Linked DNA regions of Canis lupus: region 1 is linked to region 2. A link is a contact called in public Hi-C data. All regions are on one chromosome and are shown on one strand. Each heading gives the region's core, a stretch centred on a gene start, on an enhancer-like site or on the middle of the called end of the contact. The rest is flanking DNA. Distances are from core to core; before and after follow the strand shown.

What was found. Hi-C and Micro-C count contacts between places; a contact is called where the count stands out from the background.
Region 1: a Hi-C map of skin fibroblasts shows a contact between it and region 2, with 2.8 times the contacts expected there. The contact joins the enhancer-like site here to the promoter of TG in region 2.

What each region holds. Positions count from the first base shown.
Region 1 is chr13:30,087,790-30,093,439 of UU_Cfam_GSD_1.0, reverse strand. The region is part of intron 41 of TG (thyroglobulin); the gene reads right to left. All of the region lies in intron 1 of SLA (src-like-adapter), which reads left to right. Among named protein-coding and RNA genes, the nearest start is that of SLA, 32 kb to the left of the region's middle. Within about 2 kb of position 3,304, at least 2 of the 20 cell types and tissues checked have an H3K27ac peak or open chromatin away from gene starts, as enhancers often do.
Region 2 is chr13:29,841,101-29,846,982 of UU_Cfam_GSD_1.0, reverse strand. TG (thyroglobulin) reads right to left here and starts at 2,581. Exons shown (of 48, transcript NM_001048104.1): 1 at 2,515-2,581; 2 at 1,232-1,340. The coding sequence starts at 2,581.

The DNA of each region.
Region 1 (5,650 bases), core at 2,055-4,554, 250 kb before region 2:
AAGTGCAGGCACTAGACAGAAAGACAGAAGGATCATTGACTAAATTTGTATATTGAGGCTAAAAGCCAGTAGTGGTTGACAGGGACAAAGATGAGAATTGTCCTGTGAGCAGAGAACCCTGACAGGTGGGGCCACTTCCCCCACCCTCACCTCCTGGGTCTCCTTAAATAGTAAGTTTCCTGGCTCAGTTAAGACAGAGTTAGACTTTCGAACATATGCCCACCTAGAAGGTGATGGAAACACAGTCATTGCGCAAGTACATTTTTCCAGCAGAGTCAATGCAAGTCTCTGTCAAATGCTGGCTGGCTGGGAGCCTTTCCACTCCAGGAATGCAGGCGGTGGGAACACCAGGAGGTCCATCTCCAGGCCTGGGCTGTTGGTGGGATTGGTCATCTGCCCAGGGTGGGGGAGGTGGGCTGAGTGCCTTGGCTAGGGTACAACCCCAGAGTTTTCTGTCTGTGGACCACCCCACAGCTCAGACACTGTTGCCCACTATGGCATCAGGAATAATGCAGGGTGGGGGGAAGGTTGTTCAGCAAGACTACCAGCACCATACTGGTGTTCTATGGGACTACCAGCACCATACTATTACTAGTGCCACTGCCATTGGTAACACACAGCAAGGGCCATTGATTGAGGGCTTCGGCTCTTAACACAAGAGCTTCCCCCACGTCCTCTCATTTATCCTCACAAAAGCTATACAAGTTGGCTGCTGTCACTGTTCCCATTGTCACAAATATGAAAATGAAGACATCGAGAAATTCAGTAACTTGTGCAAAGCCACAAATGCTGCCAGGGTCTGACCCAGCCTACAGATGCAGGCAGCTGGGCTACAGAGTTTGTTGGGCCCCAGGACCCTGAGCAGGAAGTAGGAGGTTCTAGTTCTCTGACCAAACTCTGTAGTAAGGGGCCTGGGCTGGAAAGTCCTGTGTACTGCCCACCTACAACCACCTGCCAGTACTCACCCTCAGGAAATTTGTGTCTCGTGCAATCTCTGCAACATTGAGGGGAAGTAGGTACAATTGCCACCCCATTTTGCAGGGAGGCAAACTGAGGCCCAAGTGGAAAAAGAAATTCTCACTTATGGTGTATCTAAAATGTACCTGGACCTAGGAGCTTGGCAACAACAAAAACTAATAATGATAGTTAATATGTACTGAGTAGTTGCAAAGTTTCAGGTATAGTTGTAAGGACTCCATACAAATAAACTCATTAAATCCTCTCTACAACTCTCAGAAGTAAATGTTATTTGACCCTTTATCTTAGAGAGGAGGATACTAAGGTACAGAAAGGTTCAGGACCTTGCCCAACATCACTCAGCAGGTGACTGGCAGAGCCAGGACCCCAATCCAAGCAGCTCATCTTGGCCATGCTCTCAACCTCTACATTATGACATATGTGTTTTTATACCCAGAACAAGATGCCATGTTCTTGAGCCGAATTGTACCCTCTTACTCCAATGTAAAGAGAGCACCGATTGGGCTGAATCCATAGAATATGTTTCCATCCTAGCCCTTACCCTGAACTAAACCATCAGAAACTGGTAAAAATACCAGAAATACTGCAATGGGTATACCAGAGGGTGCCGCTCTCACTGGGTCTTTGAGAAGATTCCTTGAAGCATTGCAGAGGAAAGCATTCTGGAAACTGTAAAGCAAAGTGCACCTGAGTCACTGCTGCTGATATCCATTGTGTAAAGCAGACAAAAGACAGATGCCCAGAGGGGAGGAGATCCATCCTCCTGAGATCCCAACTGGACATATTTCCTAAAGTAAGGGAGCACATTCCGACACTGCTTCCAGAAAGTTCTAGTGGTCTTTATGCCTCACAGTCAGGATGGAGGGTCATGGGCAAAGCAAAGGCACTGCAATGAGGTTAGGCCATCCTGAAGGTAGGGCTGAGCTGAGGCCAGCACTGGGTGAGGCATATACCAAAAGTTGCAGAGAGGGCCAGGGGCTGGGGCCGGTTCTGGCCCCAAGTAGGGCTGAGGCTCCGAATCTCATCATCTAAATACAGCCAGATGCCGCTGAACACAGCACCCGACCTGGCTTCCAACTCCACATGGTGACTTCACACCTTAGCTAGCACCTTTCCCTCCTGAGTCACGTGGACACAGTGCTATCAGCTCCATGTGCTTCCTCTCAGGGTGAGATGCCTAAGAATCAAAAGACAAAACCTCGGTGGAGTATTCCTCATGTGTCCTCAGCATTTTGCAGATAGTATTTTGTGCCTTACGACCATCACATGAGGCAGATGATATTATCATCCCATTGTATAGATAAGGGGCTCAAGACACAGAAAGGCAAATGACTCACCCAGGACCACAGGATTGGGTGGAGGCCAAACCACAGTCTGAACGCAGGTGACCAGGCTCCAAGGCCGAGCCCTCAGCCACCGGGTCAGCCTTCCATATGCACTGGGCAGGTTCTTGAAGAAAGATGGTGGCATTATTACCATCTCTTCTGTACTTAGCTGTCAGGACCAAAGAGGAACCTTGTGGCCAGAGTCAGAGGGGAGGGTAGCTGCAACCCAAGCCCAGAGAGAGGAGAGAGCATATAGGGTGTGGATCCTGACAGCAGCAATATTGTTATCCTGGGGCCTGGAAGCCCTTTCTGATGGCTCCGAGCCACTAGAGTGGGGCTGGCTGCTTGGTCCACAGATGCAACAGGGCAAGGGGCAGGGAGGTGGTCATCTACATTGGTTTTCTGTCCTCATACCATTTAAAAAAGCTCAGAGTCTTCCACTGTTGGTGGAGTTTGCTACAAAACTCACAAGGCAAGGTTCCTGCACCACTGAGCTCCAGCCAGGGGCTTGCTCTAAGCTTCAGCATCCATAGCGCATGGAGTCCTAATGCCTGAGCTCGCAGTGAGAATAAGCAGCCGCGAAAGTAAAATACCCAGGCAGCCCAGAGCCAGGAATTCAACCATGGTAACAATCTACAAGGGACAAGATGATTTAGCCCACGGGCTTCTTTCTAATGAGGGGCCCAGCTTTTCTGAGAACCACTGGATCTGTTCTGTCTTAAGAGAACACACACACACGCGCGTGCACACATACGCTCAAAGTACTCAAGGTCAAAGTATCATGTTCTAAATTGCAAATCAAGTTGGCAAACTGCAGGCTGCTGAAGTGGGGCCTTTGAGCCCAGCTTCGCCCACAGGTAGACTGTGGGGACCCGGACCTCTGGAAGGGGCCCTCTGATGTTTGTTTTTTTTTTTTTTTTTTTCCCTCTGATGTTTTTATCACTGGGTACAGCTATAAAAAGCAAGAGCTCCCGATACCGTGAGGAAGTGGTTAAAGGCGTGGGTTACAGCGATACTGCACGATGGCTTAGAGAACTTTCCTCTCCCTCAATTATATTGTTTTAATCGATCTTGTTGAAGGAAATGTCTTTCTCCATGGAAAATTGGTGGTTAAAACAAGTCAACGGCCAGCTCAGCCCTCACTTGAAAGCACTTGGACAGAGACAAAAGAATGGGGCCGGAGGAGGGTGTGTCATAGAGCAGGGGCTTTGGGGATAGAACTGTCTATGCAGCCTGGGCCTGTAGAACAGGCCGTCAGCCCTATAGAACTGAACCTGGCAGAAGGAAGGACCAGGTTCACACTCTAGCCCTGTTACTTTCTGGTAAAGGGACTCAGGCAGGTGACCGACTTCGGGAGCTTTGGTGTCCTCATCTGTGAATGGGAATAACAAACTGTCCTCTAAGGGTCATCATAAAGACACAGAGAAGATGGTGGGTGTCCTGTGCATGGTGGGTGGTATATTCATAATGCAGGTGGCACCACAGGGGCTAACAGGACCCCTGCAGAGTTTGGAGGCAGCAGTGTCTTCAGCCTGCCTGGGCACACAGCAGTCTCTTGGTTGGCCCTGGGCCTGGACTTATCTAAATCTGACCTAGCTATTAATCGGCAATGAGTTTCCGCCTGTTGTATGTGTGTGTTTTTTTTAACTTCAAAAATAATGTGAGATAAAACCACAATTGCTGACCACTGCTTTTTCTCCCTGAAGCTTCTGAACATCAGTCAGTCAGCCACCCTAGTCACCTCTGAAGCAGGACCTGCCCCCATCTAAGCATGCATATAGACACAGATCATCACAGATGAAAGATACACCCACAGTACAGGCACACACAGAGACATACACACTCAGAAACACACAGTCGCAGACAGAAACACACAGTATACACAGACATACTTAGATACACGCAGACGTACAATAACACACACATACACACCAGAATTTCTTGAAATGGACAGTCACTCCCGGGGAGGTGGGGGAGGGGTGGCAGATGGGTTCAGGGGACTGATTACTCACATGAGCTAGAGAGGAAAGGAACAGGGTCCTAAGTATCCCAGCATCCTCAGAATGGGGCCCGGGACTCAGAAAAGTAGGTTTTGAATGAGTGAACCAGTGACTGTATGAGTGAGGGCAAGGAAGAATGGATGGATGGATAAATGAATGGATGGATGGATGGATGGATGGATGGATGGATGGATGGATAAATGGATGGATGGATGGATGGATGGATGGATGGATGGATGGATGGACGGATGGATAAATGGATGGACGGATGGATGGATAAATGGATGGATGGATGGACAAATGGATGGATGGATGGATGGGCCTACTTATTATCCTGAGTGAAAAGGGGTATTTGCATGAAAGAATAGTGAGAAATAAAGTTGAGAGGATTTTGAATCCAGCCTAAGCAAGAGAGAAAATTCAGAGGGTGGTAAACCATAGCATACAGGATAGTGATAGGGAGTCAGGAAAGGCTTTTGACCAGGGTGTTGCAGAGAGGATTTGAGGAATGTCATTGATCATTGGTTCCTTGCTTCCTTGGCACTGAGAACAGTGCATAGCACCCAGTAGGCTCTCAGTAAATGACTGAACCCCGAAGCCTCCTGAAGAGGCACTTCTGATGGCAGAGGTGCAGATGGTTATCCCTTTGCCCCCAGAGCCTAGCACAGCACATGTGCACGAGAGGCCTTCACTAGACACGGATCCAGCAGAATGGCACTAGAACGAGTGGCTGGATGGTCAGCTCTCAGGTTGATCGGGATAAGTGAGAGGGAGCAGTGCTGAAACGGGGAGCCCAGCAGAGGCTGGCAGGGGCTGGGGAGAAAGGATGAGGTGGAACCAGGTGTCACTTCCACGGCTCTGCACCAGCCACTCTCTTGGGAAGGGGCCTGGCCTGGAGGCTGCCCGCAGAGTACTTGAGACAGTTGAACTGGGGGATATTACTGAGCTGCCCAGACAGCCCAGAGAAAACTCGGGACGTTAAGTCAGAGACAGACTTTTTTTTTTTTAAGCCATTATACATCCACATTCATGTTAGTATTGTCTTTAGTGTTTTCTTTTTCTTTTTTTTTTTTTTTTTCTTTTCTTTAGTGTTTTCTACACTGAAACCATCTTCTTGATGCCCCAAAGCACGAGTTTTACCCTAACTCATAGCACCTGAGTTGTGGCAAAACTTCATGCAAATGGATGATAATGAACACAACTTTTATCTCGAAACTCTAGTCTCTGGGCATCGGAGCACATTTCTCCCTCCTCTTCCTAGGAGTCAGCAGGTCTAGGTTTTAGTTGGTGAAAGCACAGAGCGTTTGAACAAGGAAAACAAGGGTATGACTCAGCCCTTGCTAACGC
Region 2 (5,882 bases), core at 1,332-3,831:
ATCAGGTAAAGTCGGGGGTGTTGGAGAGCAGAGCCTCGGGCCGGGGTTACACGGAGAGGCACATCTGTGGGTGGCCTGCAGCAAGCAGTGGCCACAATGAGGCCAACAAGATGATCAAGCATCCTTCTAGGGGCAGAAGGTCACAGGTGCACCAGATGAAGACAAAAGCTCCCTGAGGAGGACCAGGGTGCTTGGAACTGCAGGTGGCATGGGAAGAGCCACATGAACAAGGTGAGCACAGGTGAGCCATCCGCCACGTCCCGTGCCATTCCACACGTCCTCAAGGCCCCAGTAGTGGCCGGCCCATGGCGTCGCTGCCCTCCTGGGAGTGTGTAAGGGGGCTTCTAGGTGCATGGGGAGGACTCAGACCATGAAGGCAGGCAGGGATGCTTCATAAGGGGTTCCCAGAACGCAGCCACAGATGGGGCTCCCCTGGTCCAATGTGACTGGCACAGCGCGGGGAAGTTAACATCCACGCCCACACAAAGGACTCCCGTGCATTCTGCTGGGGAGTCGAGATTATCACTGCACTCTTGGGGGCCAGTCTGGGATGCAAGTTCACATTAGGGCAGCCAGAAGCCCCCTCCAGAGAGGAGCTCACAGCGGGGACAGAGGCGCATGGCCCAGAACGCTGGCCCTGGCTGGGCTCGGACGTGCAGCGGCAGCCTGAAGTCCGGGCAGCTTGTGCCTCCCCCCACCCCGGACCTCTCAAGGCCACAGGTGAAGGGGAGGGCGGCACTGAAGCCTCAATCCCCCACCCCTTTTATTAAAGCAGTTACAGGCAGCCCAGGTGGCTCAGCCGTTTAGCACTGCCTTTAGCCCAGGACATGATCCTGGAGACCCAGGATCGAGTCCCACGTCGGGCTCCCTGCATGGAGCCTGCTTCTCCCTCTGCCTGTGTCTCTGCCTCTCTCTCTCTCTCTCTCTCTGTGTGTCTCTCATGAACAAATAAATAAAATCTTAAAAAAAAAAAAGCAATCACACTGAAAGTTTGGGCAGGAAATGAAGGGAAGTACCTGGTCCTAGCTGGGATGATGAGGGACTGGGGCGCTTGGGTCAGATTATCCTGTGTCAATCAACCCCAGAGGTGGGCACCCCTCCCCCCAAGTGACAGTGGCCACATGTCATGCATGTGGGGTGAGTGGGGGCACAGCACAGGAGCGGGTGGGAATGAGATAAGCTTTAAGGTCTCTTAGGGCCCCAGGAGTCCACAGGGCTGAGGGAGCCTTACTGGTAGCTGCCGTCTTCCGCGCACTGAGGAACATACTCTGCTCCTTTCAGAAAGGCCCTCTCCCTCTGCAGCTCGCAAGGACGCAGAGGCTGGGCGTCCACCTGGTATTCTGGGGAAAGGGAAGCAGCTCATCAGGGAAGAGTATGGATGGGATTCCAGTAGCAAAGCACAGATCCTCTCCTGGGCTGTATTTCTGGCATCACCATCAACAATTAGGCTCTAATTTCCAGTTTGGTGGTTATTGATGCGTTTCTAAGTAGGACATTGGCCTGTTTAACCCTCAGCCTCAAAAAAAAAAAAAAACAAAAAAACAAAAAAAAACCCTCAGCCTCTCCTGGGAAGTGATGTCCGCCCTTCACCCTTGTGTCCCTGAGATGGTGAAAATAACCCGCTCAAGGTCACACAGCTGGCACGAGTGGGATCCGAAGTCAACCTTCAGACCCCGCCTTCTCCCAAGACTCGGGGGGTTAGGTCCGAACACCAGGAAGAAGGTGATCTTGGATCTATCAAGCCATCCCCATGGGCAGGGCACCTCCCTGGCACAGGTCAGGGATGCAAACTCATTAATAACTCCCCCGTGTTGTTCTTTTCGCTGAGAGCGCATGTGACATGCAGGAGCTTATCCAAAATCACAACCACGTCAGAAGAGGAGTGTCACTGGCTTACTTTTCCAGCAAGAAAACCGAAGCTTAGGCTTATCCAAAGTCACCCAGCAAGTGGCTGAGCCTCTGCTGGAATTTATGTCTATTTCACTGAACAGGTGGATTTTTTTTTTCCGCTACCTGCAGACTACTTCTCAAATGCCTCACATAGATCACCTCGGCCTGAGACAGCTAAGGGAATTAAAAAAAAGAAAAAGAAAAAGAAAAACAAAATAAAAATAAAATAAAATAAAATAAAATAAAATAAAATAAAATAAAATTAAATTAAATAAATAAATAAATAAATAAATAAATAAATAAATAAATAAATAAAATAAAAAAAGTTGATGCCAACATTCACAAAAAGGATGGGGTGGGGTGAGCTAAAATTGACTTAGGAAGATCTGATTTCCCATCTACTCTCCATGAATCACAGGTTCCGTGACCTCAAGGCAAATCACAGGTTCCGTGACCTCAAGGCCTCTCTGAACCTCTGTCTCTTCATCTGAAATCCGTCCTCGGGACATTGTGGGGATTCAATGAGACCACAAATGTCCTGAGGCATGGGGGCAAGACCATCGGAGTTGTGGCCTGGAAGCCCCCTCCAGACCCTCTGCTCCACGGTCTTGGCTCATAACTCACCGAAGATGTTGGCTGACACCACGCAGGCTGAGCCCAGCAGACTGAAGACCCACAAGGCCAGGGCCATTTTGCAGGCCCTTCTGGGGATGAAGGGGTGGAAGCCACTGCCCACCCCAGGCTCTGGCCAGGGAGCCTTTATAGAGCTGCTCGGGCACCTGCTCCCCTGCCCACGGGCACTCAGCGAAGCGGCGCCTACCCTGTTTTCTCTGCAGGTCACAAGGGGCTCCTCCACCTGCATCTGCTCCCTTCTGAGGACACTCGTGTGGCCAGTGGGGGACGAGATCTTGTTGAGGCCCTGTGGAGCAGAACGGGGGGCAGGTGGCTTTGAAATCCGTCTTTACAAGTGAAGGCCAAAGCTCCGTGGGCAACGGGCTCAACCCTTCTGGGAGAAAAGCTTTCCTTCCCTTCCCTTCCCTTCCCTTCCCTTCCCTTCCCTTCCCTTCCCTTCCCTTCCCTTCCCTTCCCTTCCCTTCCCTTCCCTTCCCTTACTTTCCCTTCCTTCCTTCCTCCCTCCCTCCCTCCCTTCCCCCCTCCCTTCCTTTCCCTTCCCTTTCCTTCTCTTCCTTCCCTTCCCTCCCTTCCTTTCTTTCCTTCCCTTCCCTTCCCTTCCCCTCTCCTCCCCTCTCCTCCCTTCCCTTCCCTTCCCTCTCTTCCCTTCTTTCCCTTCCTTCCTTCCTTCCCTCCTCCCCTTTCCTTCCTTCCTTCCTTCCTTCCTTCCTTCCTTCCTTCCTTCCTTCCCTCCCCCCCCTTTCCTTCCCTTCTCTTCCCTTCCCTTCCATCCTTGCCTTCCTTTCCCTTCCCTTCCCTTCCCCTCCCCTCTCCTCCCCTCCCTTCCCTCCCCTCCCCTCCCTTCCCCTCCCCTCTCCTCCCCTCTCTTCCCTTCCCTTCCCTCCCCTCCCCTCCCCTTCCCTTCCCCTTCCTTCCTCCCTTCCTTCCTCCCTTCCTTCCTCCCTTCCTTCCTTCCTTCCATTTCCCAGAGCACCACAACAGTGGAATCCATTCTGGGCAATGAGAATATGGCAGGGAACAGGCAAAGCCAGGAGTATGGAATATAAGAGTTTTAGTGAGGGAAGCCACACACACACACACTCCTATCCATACTTGCTCTCCCCTCACCTCTGTCCCAGGACGTCAGGATCCCCCACCGAAAGGCAGCGGGCACTGTGTTGTCCACAGAGAGACTGTAAAGCAGTGTGTTGTCTCTTGGCAAAGCCAGGCTCCTTCCTTTTCTCCTTTCCCTGCGTGACCATGGCAAAATCACCCCATCCTCTCGAGCCCCTGCCTCCTTCTCTAGAAAACAGAAGTGAAAAGAGAATAATATTGTGTGCCTACTTGTTGCAGTTGCTAGAAGGGAATAAATGGGACACTGAAGAGTACGTGCTCCAGAGAAGCTAACAGTTAATACCACTGATTTTTCTCATTTTGCAAATGATACGGTGCCAGGCAGTGACGGACCCGCAGGGCACCCTGCAGGTGAGGGGCTGGTGACACTTGGGGGCAGGGGTGGTGGGCCCACAGGGAGGAACTCTCCGAGGATTTGGCACCTATGTGGAAGGAGGGCTGGGGAGAGTCTGGAGGGAGGTCATCCCAGGCCAGGGGAAGGGCAGGACAGGCTGGGAGGAGGAGCCTGCTCCGTGCACCCAGGAGGAAGATGGAGGGTCCCAACAGCAGAACAGTGGATACTACTACCCAGTAGAGGTGCCCTGAATGTTACAAGAGTTAACATATGTGAAGTGCTTAAAACCTCGGTTCCCTTCATCTTTACTATGTTCAGGATACAAAATACATAAAGTAACACTCAAGAGCCTCAGCTCCAGCTCTAGCAGCAGCCCCAGTCCCAGCCCCAACCCCAACCCCAGCACTAGCCCCAGCCTCAGCCTCAGCCCCAGCACTAGCACTAGTACCAACCTCAGCCCTAGCCTAAGCCCCAGCCCCAACCTCAGCCCCAACCCCAACCCTAGCCCCAACCCCAGCCCCAGCCCCAGCCCCAACCCCAGCCCCAGCCCCAGCCCCAGCCCCAGCCCCGACCTCAGCCCCAACCACAACCCTAGCCCCAACCCCAGCCCCAGCCCCAGCCTCAGCCCCAGCCCCGACCTCAGCCCCAACCCCAACCCTAGCCCCAACCCCAGCCCCAGCCCCAGCCTCAGCTCCAGGCCCATTTCAAATTCAACATGTCCCAAAACAAGCTCCTGGACACATCTTCCCATGCTGCACCTCACCAGGCCTTGCTACGTCTCTAATGGCAAAGATGAACGCCATCCCAACCTCTCCACTCGCCTTTCAGCAGCCTCCAAATCCTATCATCAAACCATCATTCCCATGCCTTGGGCCTGAGCCCTTCTCACCACTTCCACCTCCTTGTGCCCCCAGCCCTGGACCAGCTACAGGCCTGGCCGCCCACCCCAGTCTTCAGCCGGCTGCTTCTCCAGCAGCAGGGGTGGCGATGGACAGTCGCAGCACAGGTGTTCTGTAGGTCAAGCCCATGGGCAGCTCCTGAAGACCCTGTAGGGGAGTGGGGGGGGGGTGGGCGTAACTAAAAGGAGACTTAGATTTCAGGCAAAGATAAGACGACAAAGTGTGTTGGTATTTACTGGAAAAGGAGATGTGACAAGAAAAACTCCCCTACCCGGCCCCCCTGACACGGGTCAAGGTACACCCCTCACTTGGGGGCCAGCAGCTCCTCTTCCCTATATAGGGGTGCCTCTTTATCCCCAGGGATCCATTCCAAGACCCCCAGGGGCAGCTGAACCTGCAGAGAGCACCACACCCTCTCTACCGCTCTCCCCTGTACTCACACACCCACGACAAAGTTTAGCTCCCAAATTAGGCACAGTAAGAGATTAACCAACAATAAAACAGTCACAGCAAAAGCCTGTGATAAGAATGTGTGAATGAGGGCAGCCCGGGGGGCTCAGCGGTTACAGGTCTGCCTTAGGCCCAGGGCATGATCCTGAGGTCCCGGGATTGAGTTCCACTTCGGGCTCCCTGCATGGAGCCTGCCTCTCTTTCTCTTTCTGTGTCTCTCATGAATAAATAAAATCTTTAAAAAAAAAAGTATTTGTGAATGTGGTGTGTCTCCCCAAAATATCTAATCGTGCTGTACTCTCACCCTTCTCATGAGGATGTGGGTGACAAGTGCCTACGGGATGGGGATGGGATGGAGTGGGTGATGCAGTGCTGTGACCCAGTGTCAGGCCGCTCCTGCCCCTCTGACAGCACTCAGGAGGAGGGTCATGCCTTCTGGAAGCACGGTCACCCTGCCCACCCGAACCGAACCCCACCAGCGGAGGAGGCTGAGAGGCTCCCTGGAGGCCCAGGGCAGGTGCTGAGTCACTGCCACTGGCCCGGCCGCTGCCCCGCTCCACCGG